2 separate regions of the Sus scrofa genome follow, and region 2 is linked to region 1. The links are chromatin contacts, called in public HiChIP or PLAC-seq maps. All regions are on one chromosome and are shown on one strand. The core of a region is the stretch at or near the end of the contact, and the rest is flanking DNA. Distances in the headings are between cores, read along the strand shown.

What was found. HiChIP or PLAC-seq counts read pairs in DNA pulled down with a chosen protein or histone mark.
Region 2: a contact with region 1 is called in an H3K27ac HiChIP or PLAC-seq map of alveolar macrophages. The contact joins two enhancer-like sites.

What each region holds. Positions count from the first base shown.
Region 1 is chr7:24,837,051-24,840,718 of Sscrofa11.1, forward strand. No RefSeq gene overlaps it. Among named protein-coding and RNA genes, the nearest start is that of SLA-DRA, 14 kb to the left of the region's middle. Within about 2 kb of position 2,056, at least 1 of the 83 cell types and tissues checked has an H3K27ac peak or open chromatin away from gene starts, as enhancers often do. A contact at or near this core is called in alveolar macrophages, where this site is marked.
Region 2 is chr7:24,981,770-24,985,511 of Sscrofa11.1, forward strand. LOC100155975 (a long non-coding RNA gene) reads right to left here. Exons shown (of 5, transcript XR_002345629.1): 5 at 1-3,239. Among named protein-coding and RNA genes, the nearest start is that of SLA-DQB1, 6.4 kb to the left of the region's middle. Within about 2 kb of position 1,817, at least 10 of the 83 cell types and tissues checked have an H3K27ac peak or open chromatin away from gene starts, as enhancers often do. A contact at or near this core is called in alveolar macrophages, where this site is marked.

The DNA.
Region 1 (3,668 bases), core at 806-3,305:
GCTAAGACACAAGATGAGTTTCAATAAATTTAAAAAGATTCAGATCACAGCAAGCACCTTTTCTGATCACAGTGATAAGAAAATAGAAATCAACTACAAGAAGAATCGTAGAAAAATCACCAATATGCAGAGACTGACCAACATGCTACAGAATAACCATTAGGTCAATGAAGAAATCAAAGCATAAATCTTTTAAATATCTGAATATAAGTGAAAATAAAAATACGAAATATCAAAACCTTTGGATGCAGCAAAAGAAATACTGAGGGACATTTGTAGTAATACAAGCCTACCTCGAGAGACAAGAAAAACCTCAAATAAACAATCTAACCTTACACATAAAGGAAGCATAAAAAGAATAAATGAATCCCTAAGACAATAGAAGAGAGCAAAGCTTAAAGATATGAGTGGAAATAAATGAAATAGAGACAAAAAATACAACAGAAAAGGTCAAAGAAACTAAGAGCTAGTTTACTGAAATGATAAATAAAATTAACAAATCTTTTTTTCATGCACAAGTTTTTATTTCTTTTGAGTACATGACTAGAAGTAGAATTACCCAGTCACATGATAATCCCATGTTTAACATTTTTTAGAAATGACCAAGCTGTTTTTTAAAATAGCTGCAATATCTTGCATTCCAACCATCAATGTACAAAAGTTCCAATTCCTCCACATTTTCACTAACACTTCTTTTCCTTTTTTTCAATTGAAAAATGGACAAAAGACCTGAATAGACATTTCTCCAAGGAAGATATACAGATGGCCAACCAACACATGAAAAAAATGCTCAACGTCACTGATTATTAGAGAAATGCAAATTGAATCTTTTTTTAATTGATAAAGACTTAGCTAGACTCACTAAGAAAAAAAGGAAAAGATCTGATAGATAAAATCTGAAATGAAAGAGGAGAAATAACAATGGATACCACAGAAATACAAAGGATCATAATGGATTATGAACACTATATACCAACAAATTGCACAACCCAGAAGAACAGATAAATTCCTAGAACCATATGACCTTTCAAAACTGAATCATGAAGAAATAGAAACTCTCTATTTTTCATAGGCCAGCCACTAGTACATAGATTGAAAGAGTAATCCAAACATCACTAATTATTAGAGAAATGCCAATCAAACCGACAATGAGATATCACCTCACACCAGTCGGAATGGCCATCATCAAAAAGTCTACAAAAAACAAATGCAGGAGAGGGTGTAGAGAAAAGGGAACACTCCTACACTGCAGGTGGGAATGTAGGTTGGTGGAACTGCTAAGAGCAATGTGGAGATACTTTAAAAAACTAAATATGAGAGTTCCTGCTGTGGCACAGCAGGTTCAGAATCCAACTGCAGTAGCTTGGGTCACTGAGGAGGTGTATGTTTGATCCTGGGTCAGGCGCAGTGGGTTAAAGGATTTGGCATTGCTACAACTATGGCATAGGTCACAGCTGCAGCTTGGATTCAGTCTCTGTCCCAGAAACTTCCATATGCAGCAGGTGCAGCCATCAAAAAAAAAAAAAAAAACTAAATATAGAACTACTATACGATCCAGCAATCCCACTCCTTGGCATATACCCACAAAAAACCATAATTCAAAAGAGATACATGCACCCCAATGTTCACTGCAGCACTCTTTACAATAGCCAAGACATGAAAGCAACCTAAATGTCCATCCACAGAGGACTGCATAAAGATGTGGTACATATATGTACAGTGGAATATTACTCAGCCATTAAAAAGAACATCATAATGCCATTTGTAGCAACATGGATGGACCTAAAGATTATCAAACTGAGTGAAGTAAGACAGAAAAAGACAAATATCATATGAGATCACTAATATGTGGAATCTAATAAAAATAATACAAAAGACTTCTTCACAAAACAGAAAGACACAAAGATTTTAAAACCAAATTTAGGAGTTCCCCTTGTGGCTCAGCGGAAACAAAACTGACTGAAATCCTTAAGAATGCGGGTTCAATCCCTGGCCTAGCTTAGTGGGTTAAGGATCTGGCATTGCTGTGAGCTGTGGTGTATTTCACAGAAGCGAAATTGTTGTGACATTGCTGTGTCTGTGATGAAAGCCAGCAGCTGTAGTTCCGATTTGACCCCTAGCCTGGCATTTTACATATGCCACCGCACCTGTGGCCCTAAAAAATAAGAAAATAAAAAATAAAATAAAACCAAACTTATGGTTACCAAAGGGGAAATTTTGCGGGGGAGGGATGCACTGGGAGATTGGGATTGGTATATACACACTAATATAGTCAAATTAATCAGTAACAGTGACCTACTACATAGCTTGGGGAAATCTATTCAACACCTTGGAGTAGCCTACATGGGGAAAAACTCTGAAAAAGAATGGATGTATATGTATATGTATGGCTGATTCACTTTGCTGTACACCTGAAACTAACACAACATTGAAAATCACCGGCACGCCAATAAAATTTACATTAAAAAAGAAAGAATAACCCAAAATCTCCCAAAAAACAAAAAATCCAGGACCAGATGGCTTCACAGATGACTTCAACCAAACATTCAATGATTTAAACCTATTCTTTTCAAATTATTCCAATAAACTGAAGAGGAAAGAATGCTTCCTAACTCATTTCACGATTCAACATTACCTTAATGCTAAAACCAGATAAGACAGTACACACAAAAAAATGACAGGCCAATGTCTGTGATGAATATACATGTAAAAATCCTCCACAAAATATTAACTAACCAAATGCAACAATACGTTAAAAGGATCATACCCCGTGATATGGAATTTAGTAGAGGGACGCACAGATGTTTCAACATCTGCAGATCAATCAACATGACACACCACATTAAAAACTGAAGGGTAAAAATTACACGATTATTTCAATAAATGAAGAAAAAGCATTTGAGAAGATGCAACACCTATTTATGATTAAAATTCTCAGTAAAATGGATATAGCAGGAAGAGAGCTGAATATAATAAAGCCTATATACGGCAAACCCACAGTTTACATCATATTCAACAGGAAAATTTCTAGCAATTTTATGGATGTGTGCATCTTATCAACCCAGTCCAATTTTTTTTTTTTTTTTTTTTTTTTTTTTTTTTTGCTTTTTAGGGCTACACCCACAGCGTATGGAGGTTCCCAGGCTAGGGGTCAAGTCTGAGCTGTAGCCACTGGCCTACACCACAGCCACAGCAACAAGGGATCTGAGCCATGTCTGTGACCTACACCACAGTTCAAAGCAGCACTGGATCCTTAACCCACTGATTGAGTCCAGGGATCAAACCCACAACCTCATTGGCTTGTTTCTGCTGCGCCACAATGGAAACTCCAACACAGTTCAGTTTTAGAATATTTCCATCCTCCAAAAGTATTCTGTTAACAGTTAATACCCACCCTTATCCCAAACTCTAGAGACCCAATTTTCAGTGTCTAAATTGGCCTTTTCTGATATTTCATGCAAATAGAATCATATGAAAAGTAATTATTTGTGTCTGGCTTATTTCACATAGTATAGTATTTTTGAAGTTCATCCATTTTGCATCATGTTCTTTGGGGGTTGCTAAATAGTATTCCATTGTACACACACAGTACAAAATGCTTTCCATTCACTAACTCGATGGTTTCCAGCTTTGTGTTATAATAACTAATATTGCTATGAATATTTGCA
Region 2 (3,742 bases), core at 567-3,066, 140 kb after region 1:
AATAGATACCAGGGATTACAAGTACTGAGAACATAGAAATGTCCATCCAGAACTTGCCCCTCAAGGGACCTGATGGAAAAGAGCTGAGTCAGCAACAAGAGTACACATTTCAGGCGTTCCCACTGTGGCACAGCAGAAATGAATCTGACTAGTAGCCGAGAGGGTGAGGATTCAACCCCTGGCCTCCGTTGGGGATCCGGAGTTGCCACGTGAGCTGGGGTGTAGGTCACGGATGAGGCTTGTATCCCACGTTGCTGTGGCTGTGGTGTAGGCCGGCAGCTCTAGCTCTAATTCAATTCAACACCTAGCCGGGGAACTTCCATAAACCTTGAGTTTGGCCCTAAAAGGCAAAAAAAAAAAAAAAAAAAAGACTGCCAATTTCCAGCTTCCAAGATAGTACCGGTCTTTGATATGACGTAACATGAAAGAAGTTCTGGGCAGACCATATTCAACCATCTCATCTGAATAACAGAAGTGGGTCCCCGGCTATGAAAGGCAGTGTCGCATAGTAGTTAAGCAGGTCCCTCTGGCAGCAGTTATCTTCTGCCCGTATTGAATTGGGGTCTTACAATTTTCCAGGGTTGTACCATCACACAAGCTCTTAAAATCCTCTGTGCCAGTTTCCTCATCCGTAACTGTGGATGCTCATCCTCACAGTACTTCCTCAAAGGATTGCTGTGAGGACTCCATGAGCCAGTATTCAGAACGTGCCTAAAAAGCTACATGGCATGTAAAAGGCTCAGTAATAAAAACAGACTAATATAACAGCAATACATTATTGTGTCTGGAGGGCTACTTGAAAATCTGCCTGCACCTCCTCATTGGCCTGACTGTTCTTGGATTGGAACAAGAACAATAGTTCCAAAAACATAGGACAGAGAAACTAAATAGTTTTTAATTTTTTATTCTAGTTGATTTACAATGTTCTGTCGATTTCTGCTGCACAGCAAAGTGACCCAGTCATACATATGTGTACATTCTTTTTCTCATATCATCTCTTCTATCATGTTCTATCACAGGTGATCAGATATAGTTCCCTGTGCCAAGTATCCTTTTTAATATTGGATGGGATAAAGGAAAGAAATAAGGATTGGACCCGCAATCATTTTATACTAGAGTTGTACCTCTCTCTTTGACACCTTAAAAAATGGCTTTGCTCCCAGACAATTGGGAGGCATTTGGGTACATTTCCCAAACCCTCAGCCTTATTTCCTTCTTATCCGCTAATACACCCTGGAACCTTTTGGTTGACCCAGAAGCTGTGAGGATCAGCTACTCACCAACGGATCTGGAGTCATCAATCATTTTCATTGAATAGAGCCAGGACCAGGGCCACAGCTGGGTTACAAATGATGTTTATTTGACTCTGATGTTTATTTGACCCCTTCACACAAGACCTATCCCCTGGATTTCCCAAGAGGCAAACACATTAAGCTGCTAACATTTATAGTTAATTACTTCTTGAATACCTGTTAGTGCTGAGCCACCACTGGTTTAAGATTCATGATCTAATTGTGACTCTGTCCCCTCCTCCCACTGCTGATCCTATCACCTCCCTTTGATATTAGAGCAATTGTGTCGAGGCAAGAGCAGGGTGCCCTGGAAGATGGAAGGTACGCTTACGTACTAAGTGGCTTCCTACAGCTACTTCCCTTCCCCAAAACTCTGACTTTTAATGCTGACGCTCAACTCTAACACTCAAATAAAGACAATGACGGCAAAGAGATTTTGCAGAGCTATTTTTAAGGATATAATGGTTTTCTCTCCAGCCAATGAGGAGTAGATGTGAGGCAGCATCACTTGTCTCTAGCAGACAAATCCCTAAGAAGGCCAAGAAGAAGCACAGAGCTGCAATTAGGGGGAAATACAGCATAAAATAAACATATCAAGAAATCTGTAGAATCATGAGGAATTACAAAACTTCTGTGAAGTCATATAATAAAAAAGAGTCAATGGACTTTTTTTTTGGTCTTTTGTCTTTTTAGGGCCGCACCCATGACATATGGAGGTTTCCAGGCTAAGGGTCAAACTGGAGTTACAGCTGCCAGCCTACATCACAGCTCACGGCAAACGCAGGATCCCCAAACCACTGAGCAAGACCAGGAGTTGAACACACGTACCCATGGATACTAGTTGGGTTTGTTAACCACTGAGCCACAATGGGAACTCCTGGACCCATGTTTTATTCAAAAGAAGTGTGTTTTAGTTTACAGATATCTGATTATGTGTTTATACATTGATTTCAAATTTAACTTCATTTTGGTCAGTGCCCAAACTTTGTATGATTCTAATTCTTACAAATTCATTGATCCTTAGATTACTGCTCCTCTAAAACAATCATTTGACATAATTCCGAGTCCATTCATATTAAAATCATTCAATAAAACAGGAATATATGGATATTTTCTTTGTGTGTATGTTCCATTGGCGTAAAGAGAAGGCATGAAGGGCTCCTACTTTATTAAATATATCACGACTGTTTATTTTGAACTACATGCATGTATCCTTCTGATAATTTTTTTTTCTTTTTAAGGCTGCACCTGCAGCATACGGAAGTCCCAGGGCCAGGGGTCAAATCAGAGCTGCAACTGGGGCCTATGCCACAGACACACCAACACCAGATCCAAGCCAAATCTGCAGGCTATGCCAGATCCTTAACCCACTGAGCAAGGTCAGGGATCGAACCCACATTCTCACAGAGACAACGTCTGGTCTTTAAACCTGCTGAGCTACAATGGGAACTCCTCCTTCTGATACTTTTTTTACTACTCAATGAATTTATTATATTTATAGTTGTACAATGACAATCACAATCCAGTTTTATAGGATTTCCATCCCACACCCCCAGTGATACTTTTCAAACGTATATTATAAAGTAAAATATCACTCTTACTGAAGTATCAAGAATGCATTGGACAACAGCAGAGAATAATGGAAACTCAATGTGAAAAAGGATAGTGGCTTGCACATGAGTGATGGCAGTGATGATTTTCTTTTAAAGCACACGATTTTATAGGAGCAATCTCTTACCTGCTACAACATGTAAAAAGACTGAACTCCATCTTCAGGCAAAAGCTGGCTTTACCTTCTGCTCCATTTTATGCTTCTTTGCTTCCCAAACATCCAAAACCACATCTCTGATTTCGACATATTCTGGAAATGTGAAAGGACTAGTCAGGGCAATGAGAGCTGGCCGAGCTGGTTTCCCATCCTCTAGGAAGAAATGCCACACTCCACATCTGAAAGGGAGAAGGGAAAGTTCAGGTTGCCTTGAATTTCTAAAGTGCAATGTCTCCATCTGCTGGTATACATGGCCCAATTAATACACTTGTGGTTGCCAATGTCCTAGGACGGAAAGAGGGACCTTGAACTTCCAGTGAATCAGTGTACTTTAGCAGTTTTATATCAAAAGAAAAACCAAATACAATTCTAAAATGTTTAATGTAATTTAGGTCTCCAAGGATGTGGCAGTGAGAAAATTGAATCATGCCACATAGGGCAAGGTTTTTTTCATTTATTTTTTAATTAGAGTATAGCTGATTTATAGTGTTCCGTCAATTTCTGCTGTATGTACAGCATAGTGACCCAGTCATACATATATATATATATACACATTCTTTTTCTCCTATTATCTTCCACTACGGTCTATCCCAAGAGACTAGATGCAGTTCTCTGTGCTATATACAGGACGGTCTCATTGCTTATCCAAGGGCAAGTTTTAAAATAACACCCTCGTACAACC